2 separate regions of the Gossypium hirsutum genome follow, and region 2 is linked to region 1. A link is a contact called in public Hi-C data. All regions are on one chromosome and are shown on one strand. Each heading gives the region's core, a stretch centred on a gene start, on an enhancer-like site or on the middle of the called end of the contact. The rest is flanking DNA. Distances are from core to core; before and after follow the strand shown.

Evidence for each region. A called contact is a pair of places that touch in the nucleus more often than the background predicts.
Region 2: a contact with region 1 is called in a Hi-C map of leaf, with 2.5 times the contacts expected there. The contact joins the promoter of LOC107913277 here to the promoter of LOC107913270 in region 1. A contact is called at or near these places in 3 of 34 Hi-C or Micro-C datasets (all in leaf).

What each region holds. Positions count from the first base shown.
Region 1 is chrD11:27,629,430-27,636,452 of Gossypium_hirsutum_v2.1, reverse strand. LOC107913270 reads left to right here and starts at 4,503. Exons shown (of 2, transcript XM_016841803.2): 1 at 4,503-6,287; 2 at 6,362-7,023. The coding sequence starts at 6,207. The coding sequence ends at 6,913.
Region 2 is chrD11:28,135,032-28,142,054 of Gossypium_hirsutum_v2.1, reverse strand. LOC107913277 (probable N-acetyltransferase HLS1) reads right to left here and starts at 2,824. Exons shown (of 3, transcript XM_016841810.2): 1 at 2,439-2,824; 2 at 2,121-2,296; 3 at 961-2,024. The coding sequence starts at 2,618. The coding sequence ends at 1,157. It overlaps LOC121223058 (a long non-coding RNA gene), which reads left to right and starts at 3,437. Exons shown (of 2, transcript XR_005920403.1): 1 at 3,437-3,724; 2 at 3,807-4,652.

The DNA of each region.
Region 1 (7,023 bases), core at 3,254-5,753:
TGTTGTTTCCCTAATTGGTTCGGTTCTTCAATGTTTCATGCCCCTTTTTAGTATCCCATTTTTCTTGCACACATAATTTTATTTTGTTTTATTTCTTTTTCTTGAATTCAGCAATATTTTTAAGACTTGTTTGAAATTTTTGGTTGTTGAGGCTGAAAACAACAAAAGCTTCTCTTTTTCATCATCATTATTACTACTTACATTGATTTCTTTAAAATAACTATTTCAATAATATACTATTATGCTCTACGTTTAAAATAAATGTCAGATTTAGTCTTCGTATTCTAATTTTATCAATGTTTATCGTTCTAATTTTCAAAATTTGAAATTAAAGTACTGACCCAAATAATAGCAGTTAAATGTATTGAGTTAATTTTCGTTGTTAGTATCATACTATGTATAACTTGTGATTTAATTTATATTTAAGTCCATATCTTTTTTCAAAATTTGAAATTTTAATTTTAAACAATATTCGTTAAATGCATTATTTAAAATGACATAATTTTTTTATTAATATTATGTAGAAACAGAAAGTTGATATAATATTACATATATATAATGATATCGCATAAAATTTTGAAAATAAATGTTGTTAATCCTAATTGTTGGTCTCAAAAGACAATAGGTGCTTCATTTGTTTGTGTAAGACAATAATTGAAGTAGATCCGTAAAGTATTAAGCGTTAATGAAAAGAAAGGAACATGGCGTGTTGTTCCACCGACTGATATGCAACCATAAAATAATGGTTAGATTCCACCATCATTCATCATTATCTATCTTAATATATTAATTAATGCCTAATCATTCATTAATACTTAGTTTTTATCTTTTCTACCCAATAATTCATGTTTAACATGTTCCAATAAATCACAATTTATGCAGTTTCCATGTCTTCTTATACATTAAATCATTATTTATTTGTTTTATAACTCTTTCTTCCCACGTAAATTACACTTTCAATCACTTAATTATGGGTAAATTTTTGTTTTGGTCAGTCAATTATAAAAAAGTTACAAAATGATCACACAATTATTCGATTTTGTTTATTTTTGGTCATTAGCTATTAAATCATTAACGGAAAGGTGACATGACATCTTTTAAAACGAGCATATAACTATTTTAACCCTTAACATTTATATATTGTGTCAATTTAGTCCTAACAAATTTAATACACAACATTTACATATTGTGTAATTTGGTCTTTTTTAGAATTTTAATTTTCTTTATGACATTTTCACCTAAAAAGCTAAATAAATTTATCAACTAAATCAATGGCAAAGCCAAGGGAGTAGGCAAGGGCCCCTTGATTAAATGGGAAAATATCCATTTAGCCCATCCCATTATATAAATCATTCAAATTATATCCTTTAGTTTTTGAATAAATGAAAATTTTACATTTTTTGGCACTCTCAAAAATTTAATAATGTAATGGAAGCATCTTAACACAACCTTGACTCCTCCAATATTTTATAATTTTATCTCGGCTCGTCCAAAGAAAATTTTTGGCCTTACCTTTGAGCTAAATTTGATTGAAAATATATATATAAAAAATAAAAACACCTAAAAATCCAACATAACAATTTTATTTTTTTTATTCTTTTAAAATTAACCCTCAATGTCATAAAGAAAAGCAAAACTATAAAAAAGATCAAATTTCACATTATGTAAATATTGAGAGTTAAAATTGCTACTATGTCAAATTTTAAACCTGCCAAATTACAACAGTTAAATTAGAAGATAATTGCTGGTAACCAAAAAAGAAAAAAGAAAGTTAAATAATTGAGCAACTATTATATAATTTTTCATAATTGAGTAATTAAAAAATTATTTATAGTTGAGTGATTACCAATGTAATCTTCTTTATTTTTAATAAATAAAATATTGCTAAGTTTAATACAAGTTAATTTAGTATTACACTTAGTTTTTAGATTTAGATCATCATTTAACCATTTTTATAAGAAGAATAGGAAAAAAATCATTCAAAGATTGAATTCAAGATTCGAGATTAGTACTAATTATTGAATAAAATCTTTTAAGGTGTAGGAATTCTTAAAATGAGAATCATGATAATCAAATTGTTTTCAATTTTTTAGATCAAAATGAATAAATTTAAGTCTTAGATTTAAGATTTAATCTACTCACTAAAATAAAGAGCACAATCCCTACTTTTTTTTTCTCCATGTAATATAAGTTTTAAGAACAAAAGGATTTCGATAATCTCTTACTTTCACATTTAATTTTTTTTGAAGAAAAAAAATTGAAAGCAAATTTACAATGAAAAGGAAGTAAGAGATTAGGGTTGCCAATATTAAGCAATTTGGGTGTTTGGTATTTGTTTTTCTTTCCTAAAAAAATTATAGAGAATTTCACTTTAAAATTTTGGGTATTCGGTATTCATTTGTATTTTATGAAATTCTTTGAGTGTTTTTCATCAACCAAGAAAAAAACATCTTAAATATCAAAAAAAGTAAATATCGAATACCCAAATTGCTTAATCTTGATAACATTAATTTCTTACTTTCAATCCCATTGTAAGGCTACTTCTAATTTTTTTCCAAAAGAAAAAAAAAGGAAAAGGTTGGTTGTTGTGCTCTTTATTTTAATGTAGATTAAATATTAAATTTAAGGCTTAGATTAATTTATTTTGATCTAAGGGTTAAAAACAAAATAATTCTCATGGTTCTCATTTTAAAAGTTCTTACTATATTTGTGACCATCTTTTAAATGATTTTAAAAAAAAAAGAGTAATTTAATCTTTTGTTTTGTAAAGATAGATATAGTTTTAATTAGAATATATATATATATACAAAGTAATTTTACACACTTCCTTAATTATTTAAATAATTAATATTTTAATAATCCAATTGTCTTGTCATGCATGTAAATTTTCAAACCGACCATACCAATTTAAAATACTCTATATATTTAATATATATATATCCAACAGTTAATTTTTTGTACACAAAAAAATAGTTAAAAGTTTTAAATTTAAATATTAAAAATATAAATTATTTTTACATCATGTTAAATGGAGATAAAATTCATCCGACAAGATAGAGTTGATTGGGGAAACTGATCAGTCATGTTGTTTCACACTCATCAGATCAAATCAAATAGAATGTCCGAATCAAAGCAAACAGACACATGTGTTATAACTTTGGTGCAAGATTTTGTCCACAAAGCCCACCCAATTAAGTGCAGAAAAGTTATTTATATTTCAAATCTTTAATTAAATTTAGGTTCCATCATTTGATAATCCTCAGAAGCAGAGATTAAGTTGAAGAATATGTTATTCTGCAAAAATGCTGATGTTCTTTGGATCAATGATGATTGCTTTGTGAGAAGGTGAAACACAAATGGGTGGGGGTAACAGAGAGATAGCATCTTGTAAATGTAAATGTACCCCTATTTTGCTGACTAAAAAATCTGCACCTTCTGAATACTGTTGAAGCCTGAAATTTTTGACAATTCTTTTGTTGTTATCTATCATAAAGAGTAATTAATTTCTTTATTTAAATGGTGGGTGGTGGGACCTAAATGACAACAGAAGAACATAAGCCTCTGGGGTGGCCCCTTGCTTCAGCCTTTTCAGCAATGGACCCACCACCCCATACGGTTGCACCTCTCCTTACCAGCAACGCGTGCTTCCCCATTCTCACCCTTTTTCTTCCTATAAATAAACACAATTTCACCAATTATGATTCCTTTTCAAGATAAGAATGGGATTTTACTTTTGTTAAATTCTGACAAATTTCAAATTTAGTTGACTGTTCAAATTATTTATATTAAACCAGGTTGATTATAATGAATATTTTTAAATTTATGATTAATATAAACACATTAATCCTTTGCTGTTGATAAGATTTCATTTTTATTATATTGATAAATATTCCTAGAAACAAAATCCATTTAATCTTTTCATTTATATGGTCCCCTCAAGGGATCATCTTCCAGTCTGTACCATGTACAGCTATAGCACAACAGTGACAAATAATCAAATACATAAATTATTTATTAAGCAATTTCCCAAATAAAAGAATGACGAGAGAGAGAGAGAGATCTATAAAATACTTCTATATATCCAGAAACCTGCTGCATATGCAATAATGATAATAATAATAATAAAAGGTTATACATATATAAGTACATTTAATGTGTACCATATTTCATCCAGTTATGTGGACCGTCGGATATGTTTGATTGATTTTGGCAACAACCTTCCTCACATGGCTAATTAACGGCTATAATCATTGTTTGAATGTGGGGTTGAAAATCGAATCCAACAACTCAGATCCAAATGATCCATCATCATCTGGGTTGCATGCTATTTTTGTTAATTGTGATATCTGTATCTGATACTAAATAAACAAGATCTTTTTGATCCTGTGGCTATGGGTGTGATGAATAATTTATGATGGTTTTGTTAAGGGTAACCACCCTTATCGTACGGCAGGGATGTAATTGTTGGAGGGGCCATGAACACCTCCCTCATCATATCAGTTTCCACTAACCTTTTTTTCTTCTTCTTCTTCTTCTTCTTAAAAAATTATAAAATGGAGGAGACAACTGTTAGAAGGGATATAGAATTCTTGGGTGCATGTGAATCACACACCATAGCAAACGCAGCTCAACTATTTTATGATGATTGTCCCCAAAAACCCTAATATAGAAATATAGATAATAGATATGTGCAAATCCTGTTACATGTTAATAAAAATAATTTATAAATGAAGTGCATTGCTGGACCTGTCTTAGGCATCTTCCACAAAACTTGAATTGCATTGGCTATTAACACTCTCATTTGTTTGGCATGCCTGAAACCCAAGAATGCACCCCAGATTCTTAAATTCCTCTCTCTCTCTCTCTTTATATCAAAATATTATAGTTTATTTGGACCTTGTTTGCAGTATATACTGATGGGGAATATTGTGAGAGAGCAAGCTCATCCTCTTTCTCTCTCAAAACCTAGATTTGGCTCAACTTAAGGTTTCGAGATTTCTCTTTCTCCTTGCAAAACTCAATTTCTCTCTACTTCATCTTCTTCAACTTCAACTGGTTTAGCTGCTGTGATTCTTCATAATTTGGTAGCCTCTTCAAGAATTTGTATCAGGTCAGAATATGCACTTCAATTCTCTACAACCCTCCCCTTTTTTTTTCTCTTTTCTGATGCATGATTTCATTGCAACAAGAAGAGGATAAAAGAGATAAGAATCATAAAATATTAGGTTGAGTTTGACTTTCGGAAGCAAGGAATTTGGATGTTCAATTGTGTGTTTGATATATATGCCATTTGGTTTTTATTATTTTCTTTTTGGAGTTGCTCTTTAACATGGTGAATATGATGATCCTACTGTTAAACTTTGTTATCACCGGCTTTCATATTTTTCCTTCTTAAACAATCACTTTAAGAAGATCCATGAAAGTAATGATTTTTTTCCTCTTAATTAAACGAAATTCATATATACACACATACAAAATGTATGTAATTTCATTTAAACATCAACTCTTTCATGGATGCTAGTGTAGTTTAATACATCTAAATCTATGAAATGAATATTTTAAAACATACATACATACATACTCATCTAACTGTGTTGCACTCCTATTAATTTCGTATACTCATAATAATTAGGTACCGAAAATCCATTTAGATGGATTGTTTTATAGTGGATTATTATTATTTTGTAAATGCGGTTATATAAAGGTTAGTATATGTGTGAAAGAAAAAGTAATAGACATAAGAAGAAACCAAGAAGGGCATTGAAACCACATGTGATATATAATGTACCTATAGACAAGGCTGCATAATGGAAGATATTTTGTATGGAAGATTTATCAATGGTGGCCCAAAGAACATGTGAAGAAGAAGACAAATTATACTAGAACTAAAAGTGGTTGATGTTTATCATACTTTCATTTTTAGTGCTGGAAAAACATTAATTCATGCCATTCATCCCCCTTCTCTCCTCTCAATAATAAACAATCCATTACCAATCAACAACCTTATTCTCAGCTTTTTTTTTGGGGGCTCACTTTAACAGGTGGGAATAGTAAAAAGGTGATTTGATTATCAGAATTGTTATGTGATCTACTTTCTTATCAAATTTCTTGGGAAAGAAGGGATCATTTTATTCATTTCCCAAATCCAAATCCAAATCTATTCATCCTACATATTCGGGGTATTCTTCAAGCAACATTAAACTCCAATGGGGAATCTTCTTAGGCCGTACGATAAGGAGTATATGAGGATGGCTATCTTAAAACATGAAGAAACTTTCAAAGAACAGGTATATATATATTTTGTTTTTTTAAAAAAACTGTATTTGTTGTTCTAAGCTTGAAGCAATGTTCTGTTTTTCAGGTGTACGAACTGCATCGTCTATATCGAATCCAGAAGACATTGATGAAAAGCATGGAAAGCAGCCGGCCTAAAGGAAACTTTAGCTTGAAGAATAATTATCACCATGGAAATATCAATATGCATCAAAATACAAGAACCAGACTTGACTTGGAACATCCGGCGGCTGAGGGTGATCATCTGTCAAACAATGTTGTTGCAGAACCAGACTATGGTCGTAACACAATATTAGAATCCATAGATGAGAGCGAGATTGAGCTTACTTTAGGCCCCACAAGGTACGTGCCGAGGAAGAAACATGGGACTCCTCGAACTTCGGATTCCGGTCCGAGCTTCTCTTCTTCTTCCACCGAATCCAGTCATGTGAAGAAGACAAGCACAACAGGGGAAGATTTCACTGGAAAGGAGCAGATGGGACTTTTCAAGGTCACTGATATGACATTTGGGTACCCAAATGGGAGTAAAAACAACACTGATCTTGAAGAACAGTTGAGACAGGAGAGATTAAAACAGCCACCTTGGCTTTTCCAAGTTCTAAGCATGAATATGACTTAAACAAAAAAGAAAAAGAAACTATCATCCAAGTCGATATGATTAGATTTTTCTTATCGACTAATTTCCTGTGATTGATGTTTGTGTGGAAGTTTCTTCTTAGTTTCTTTTTT
Region 2 (7,023 bases), core at 1,575-4,074, 510 kb before region 1:
TTTAAAGAAAAATAAATATTGTAACCATGGATGTCAAAGATTTTTAACATTTTTATAAAATTAGTATAGTTTACTCACTCCTATAAATATTTAAAAAAATCAAAAAAATGAGGCTTAAATTCAAATACATGTGTAATATTTTATATAAAAATAGTAATAATAATTAATTGGATTGACATCCAATTAATAAAATGGAAGTTGGAATCGAATCATTTATCCTCATACGTGGCCCATGCTTCCAAACTCAAACCACCAAAAATAGAGAAAAGACAAAATAGGTTAAAAAGAAAAAAAATGGTACATTCTATCCTATTCCTTTCAGTTTGAATTTCAATCTTGCCTTCCAAAAACAAATAAAAGTAAAGCCAAAAGGCATAGCAGCTACAAGACAAAGTCTCCCATATCATTAATCTCTCATTCTTATATTTTATATACAGACTAGACTCTCTTCTTCATCCCAACCCAAAAAAAATTCACAATGGATATTCTTCTTCGTTGTTAGGGAGAGAATTTCATATTTCTTTCTCCACCACCCCTTTAATTAGAAAGATACTAAGATCTCCATTAATATTTTCCACATTAAACAATGATAGAGGTAGTCGTGTCGCTATCTAAAAGCATATAATCGTATTTTTTATGCTCAAATATCAATTTTAAAAAAAAAACTAAATCTCTACACTTTCATAATAATTTATATTTTAAAATCCAAAAAAGTTATAATTGAAAATGTGTCCGGATTACTTAAATTAATAGAGATTTATAAGGTTTTTATTCCTATTCTGAAAAATAATAAGGATTCCTTTTTATTTTATTTATATTTCAAGTATGTTCTGATTATACGTTCTTCTCATTCCTATCGAGAGAACCGTTTTTAAACATTGGAACAACTAAAAGGAAAATTCTCTAAAAAGATATTCAACCCCACTTCTAAAACTAAGGCTTTGTTTGGCTACTACAGGATCTTTAAAGCCACATCCCATTTACTAAAAACCAACATATCTACAGCCCAAAACAAGAAGAAGAGGATATTCATTTTCCTTTTCACACAAAGACCCATATCTTCTAATTCCCTCTTTTTATCTTCCCAAAAATTATTTGTAAAAGAAAGACGAGAGAGAGAGAGTGACTACTATTTTTCTTCTTTGTGGGTTAGATTTTAGAATTCTCTGGGATCTACAAATATGGAAAGTCCAGGGGGTGATTTAGTCCAGTCACCGACAGACCCGTCACTGTAGTCTTCCCCGAGTCGCTTGATACACCATAAATCTTGATCACATGATAAACTCTTCCAATGTGGGACCCCGATTTTCAACGGCTCAAGATTCGCCACCTCAGTCGCCACCACACTGCACCCTCCTTGTTTAGCCAAGTTATGCGCGTGTGCACACAATGCATTCACAAACTTGGCCGCGCGTGGACCTTCCCCTCCCAATCCGTACAAAAAGTGCAAACCGAACGGCCTAAACACTTCCGGGATCGAGGGTAATCTAAAAAACGGCAATAACTTGTCCACGATCCTTGTCGTTTTAGCCAACGCCTTCGTCATCCTCGACGCCCCTCGAACTTCCAGCCTAAACACGTCCTTGCTATTCCAAACACTCAAAACAGCCCACGACTCTGGCGGGTCTGATAAAAACTTATCCGACCCGGGCCAAGATTTTTGCGTGTAACATCCTCCACGTGGCACGGCCAAAAAGGTTCCAATGTTAAGTCTATTATTAAGAACCGAGTCAATGTCGCGAGGGAAGAACTCGGTGGTGGAGAACCGGCGGCGGTATAGCAACTCAGCGTCGGACGGCGGAAGCTTGATTAGAGTGACCCGATTGGAAACGGGGAGTTGATGAGCGAAAACGGGGTTAACCAAAATAGAAGGAGTACGGAACTTGGAGTAACCGCATTTATCAGTGAAGAGCTTAACAGAAGGTTTGTTGTCGTTTTCCGTTGCTAAGTAGGAATATTCAGCGCCGTTTAGGACAAACCAATCTTCCATTCCACGGACCAGCTTTAACCCAATTCCCATTCTCCTGTGGATAAAAAACCCAACAAAGAAATCAAAATAATTCATTTACTAATGTATTAACGAACTAAAAATGATCTGTTGGGGCAGTTATAGTAAATACCGGTGGGAAGGGGAGACCCGAAGGCCTAAAATGTAAGCGAGTTTGGTGTATACAGGGAAGGGTTTAGTGGGATGATTGCTTTTGCCATTGCGATAAAGCTTTTTGCCGCATGTAACGGTTTTAATGCAACCTCGAATCATCCCAACTATTTCTTTTGTGGAGCTTAACTCAGCCACCTGCTTGTTTACAAAGATGCAGAAAATAGTAATGTTAAAGGCTGTATTTATTATACGTAGATAAATAGTGGAATTTAGTAATGGAGATTAAATTTTTTTTTAAAAAAGGGACAAAAGGGAGGAGGGATTTCATATACAGTACCAGCATGAGAAAAGCAGGGGAATGGCGGACCCGGCAAATAGGGTCGCCTAAGAGGTCTGTAAAGAGAGAGAGTTTGCCGCTGGGACCAACCTCGCATCTTTTTTCAACTTCTTCTACACTTGTTAAATCCTTGCTCGGATCAAACTCTCTTATTACTAAAACACACTTGTCATCTCCCATGATTTTTCCTTTTTAACTCTCAATTGCACAAGTAAAGAACAACGGACACCACTTCTGCAAGACACCACGAATGAAGAAAAAGCTTAGGAAGTCTGTGGAAACCAGAGGTTGTTGTATGTTAGGTTTGCTTTTGAGGAAGAGGAGATACTGAGAAGAAGTTCATCGACGGAGAAACAATCGGGTTGAAGCTGCCTCTTAAATACTAATGAATTGGGGAATATTTTTATTTTATAAAAAAACAAAAGCCTTTTTATTTACTCCCCCCCTCTCTCTCTAGAATAGAATCTCAAACACTTTCCTTTTTGTTTTTAATAATTCAGTGCTTTGAAGTCCCTTTCTCTTCTTCTGTCTTCTCTTTTGTCTGTCCATGTATCTTCCCTTTCTCCCACTTTTAAGACTAGTGACAAATGTTGTCATAAATAAATTTAAATGGGAGCAGTAAATAAAAGAATATTATTAATCATCACAAAAAAGGGAGGAAGTGGAAATGGCGGCTATGGCTGCGGGGTCTGCTCAGTGTTTTCTTTTTGATTAATTTCTCTTCCACTTGGTAAAAATATTTTCTCAGTTTCTTCAAATCATCCTTATCAAAATAATTTAATCCTAGTAATATTTTCATCATTTTAATTATTGATATAATAACAAAACGTAAACTCCACCATATCCCACTAAATCTTAATTAATTTTTAATTTGTATAATCGAATTTTCGAAACTTACAAAAATATTACTAACATTATCGCATTATTATAAAAATATCATTAATATTATCAAGTTATATCACTTTAAATTTTTATTTTTTTTCTTTTTTTCCTTATTTTATTTTCTCTCTTTTCCCTTTCTTCTTCTTCTTCTTCTTCCTTTCTTTCCATCTTATCTCCCTTTCCAGTAAACCCTATCCGCCACCGATTCCACCATCGCCAGTGGCTTCCTCGGACATCGAACCCACCGGTGGATCTCCCAAGACTATCCCTTGATTTCGATAAGCCTAGCCCCAACCCTTAATCCTATCAAAGTTTGAAGTTTTTTTTCTTTTTCAACATTTAAGCTTGAAAATGAAGAGAATATGATTGACTTCAGCATATGAAAGACAACCCCGAGGAAGAAGGTGTATAACTAATGGGTGGAGTTCTATGTGCTTTTTTTTTATTATTATTGCAAAGTTTCTAATTTGTTTTTTGTTACGGTAGGGAAAGAAAACATGGAAGCATTATGCAACTCATATTTAAGGTTCTTTTTGGTTACTACATGTTAGCCTTTTCTTCTCTATTTGTTTCCATTTTTCGTCTCTTTTCTCTCTTTTTCACTCTAGATGAAGCATGACGTTTCTTTGAAGAAAAAAGTTCATTCAAAATGTTTTTGTTGTTTTTAAAGACTCTGTCTTCTTGATTTTCTTTTTTTGTTGTTTTAGATCTCCATAAATTTTTTTTTATTTTTTTATGATTTTATCTTTAATTTCCTCTTTAGCTTTTCTGGAAAAGCGACAGGGAGTGCAGTAGCTGCCACCATATCACACCCTTTGGGCAACCCAGACCCAATGAATCAAAAACATCAATTAATTTTGCTTTTTTACTTGATTGGCTAATTTTGTTTGTTTTCTTTGAAATTAGAAAAATAATAATAATAAAAAGACTGAACTTTGTTTAAGAGAGATGAAAAAGGAGGAGGAGGTCGGTGGACTCAATGCGTTAGGCACAAAATGGCATGGGATGGTGCGTAAGAGCAGCATGAAGAGAACAGCCGATGAAAGCCATCGATGGTGGTGAAACCAGTGGCAACTAGGGTTGGCTAGGGAAGGGAAATGCGAAGAAGAAGAAGAGGAACAGGAAAAAGAAAAAATTTAATATTAAAAAAGAAAGGAAATAATTTTTAGTATTAAAATAAAGTCAAATCATTTTTCCGTTACCAGTAAACGGTTTCCGTTATCAGTAAACGGTTTAATGATATTTTGTAATCATCCGAAAATATTAATAGTATCTTTTCAAGTTTTAAAATTTCAGTTAAAATAATTAAAAATTAATTAAAGTTTAGTGACATATGATATAACTTATCCAATAATAAATTAATTTTTAATATTTATATATTATATTATTTTGGTTTTTATTCTAAACAATCTAAAAATTGTATAAAATTTCACAAAATAACATGTAAAAAACCTTTGACTTCAAATATATAAAATGGATAGAATGTGTAAATTGATGTTGTAATTATTTGTCTTTAAATTTTGACTTTACCTTTTCATTTTAATCATTCATTCTCTCTTACATCTATGGTACATCCATCATCGTACTCATAATAGTTCATAGTCAAAATTATGAGCATTTTTCTATTGAATTATAATATTTATGCCTATTAGGTTGCAACATATTTATGATATAAATGAAAAAGATATGTAGTAATTTCATAAAGTTTGATAAATTAATTAAATATTACTTTACTTGGTAAAATTATAATGGTTTGAATTCAAATTTTATAATTTCACAACTAGATTACAACTCGTTTGATGGATGACAATAATTTAACAAAACTCTTAAATAATAACATAAAATATAAGAAGAGATCCACTTCCAGTAGTGTAAAATTAAAAGTGTAAAACTAAAATGGTTTTACATCTTTCTTGTAACACTACTTAGCCCGTCAAGAAGACTTGGCATACCTCATTCAGCCAAATATACCACCCAACAAACTGGGGTGTTACTAACGGATTCAAAATTCTTTGGTTTCACTTAAATCTTTGAGGAAACAATTATGAAGATTCCCCTTTTTAGTTACAAGCCATTGTTCTTTTCTCTAAATCGGTAACATATCTTTAAAGGAGAAAACAATAAGGATTATAAAAGACAACCTATTAATAATCTGCTGCCATTAATGGCGAATACTTACAAAGTAGTTCATAAACTGCAAATCAAGGAAGCTTGGCGTACACTTTTATAATAAGGGGTAAATTCTCTTTTCAATACAAAACAATACAATTACGAGGTAAAAGCAAAAGTTAATTACAAGACGTTTGTATATGTCATTCGCCAAATAGCCATGCATGATACAAAAATAGACAAGTAGCTCACTCGCAGACATAGCTCTGGTATAGTCCCCTTCCGCTGATCTTCTTTTACTAATCAAATGCTTGAGAAAGAAAAGTAACGGAGTAAGTTCAATTGAACTTAGTGAGCTCCAAATAGACACAAAACGATTATCATGTTACCGATAATCAACCCAAAAATAGAGACATTATCGAGACTCAGTCTTATAGACATATCACGCCAAGTTGCCAGTATAGTTCTCTAGCGACAACACTTCACCAATATAACACACTTAGTATCCTAAGTGGACACATACTACCAACTCATACAAACTTCTCTCAATCATGTATGTTTACTTATAACCCAACCTTGTGCCAGCCTCGGATCCATATTTCATAAAATCATAATCGCATATCAGCCATAATCATATTTATATTCATATTCCTTGTTAAATTGAACACGTGTTCTCCTGCTAGGTGGGGCCGTGATCTACCAGCCCAGTTTGTAATAAAGCTACCCTACCGGATACATCACAAATAAAGCTTCTTTCCACATTTTTACATGTCACAAATTATCTAGTCCTGGGCTCGCACACAAGGAGGGTATTTTCACATCAACCATAGCCATGCTCACACATACAACATTGGTTTATTACACACACGCCAATTCACAACACATCAACCCATCTTCAGTAGAGACAACTTATATATAATAGAATTTTAATAACTCAAAGTAAGTAAGAAGGAACTCACCAGAAAACTTCAAAACGTAATCTACTCTACTAGTCCTTTACCTTGATTGCTCAGACCTTCACTAGCCTCTTGAGCTAAATAAGAAACAATTTTAATCATCAGACCATTTCCTACTAAAATTTACTCATGCATGCACTAATGCAAGAACGTAAATCCTATCGACAATAACCTAAGGGCTTTCTAGAAATTACCAATAAGCTGGTACGTATCAATTGCGTTTACTAGCTATGGATACTTTCCTCGTCTTTTCTAGTGAAGATAACTTAAAAATTTCCAGAGACTTAGGGAAGAACTAAGATAAAGCAATGGTGAAACATGTCGGTTACCGACATCCTTATATAGCACGGACAGATGGGACAAAACCTAGTGGAAGGGTCAGAAAATCCCACTATATCCCTATAACCCGAGAATAGGTTTGCCTAATCATCTACCAAACAAATCCACTACCACTAATCAAACTTAGTGAGTAGTAAACGTTGCTTGTACACCAAAACAAGCTAACTAAACCAGTCATTTAGTTACCTAAATACATCAAACTGTTATCTACAATACTTTAGTTCAATTTCAACTAGGTCTCCACTAGATTCTAACGATGTTCATCGAGCCATCGTTTTCTCGCTTAAGCACGAAAAATA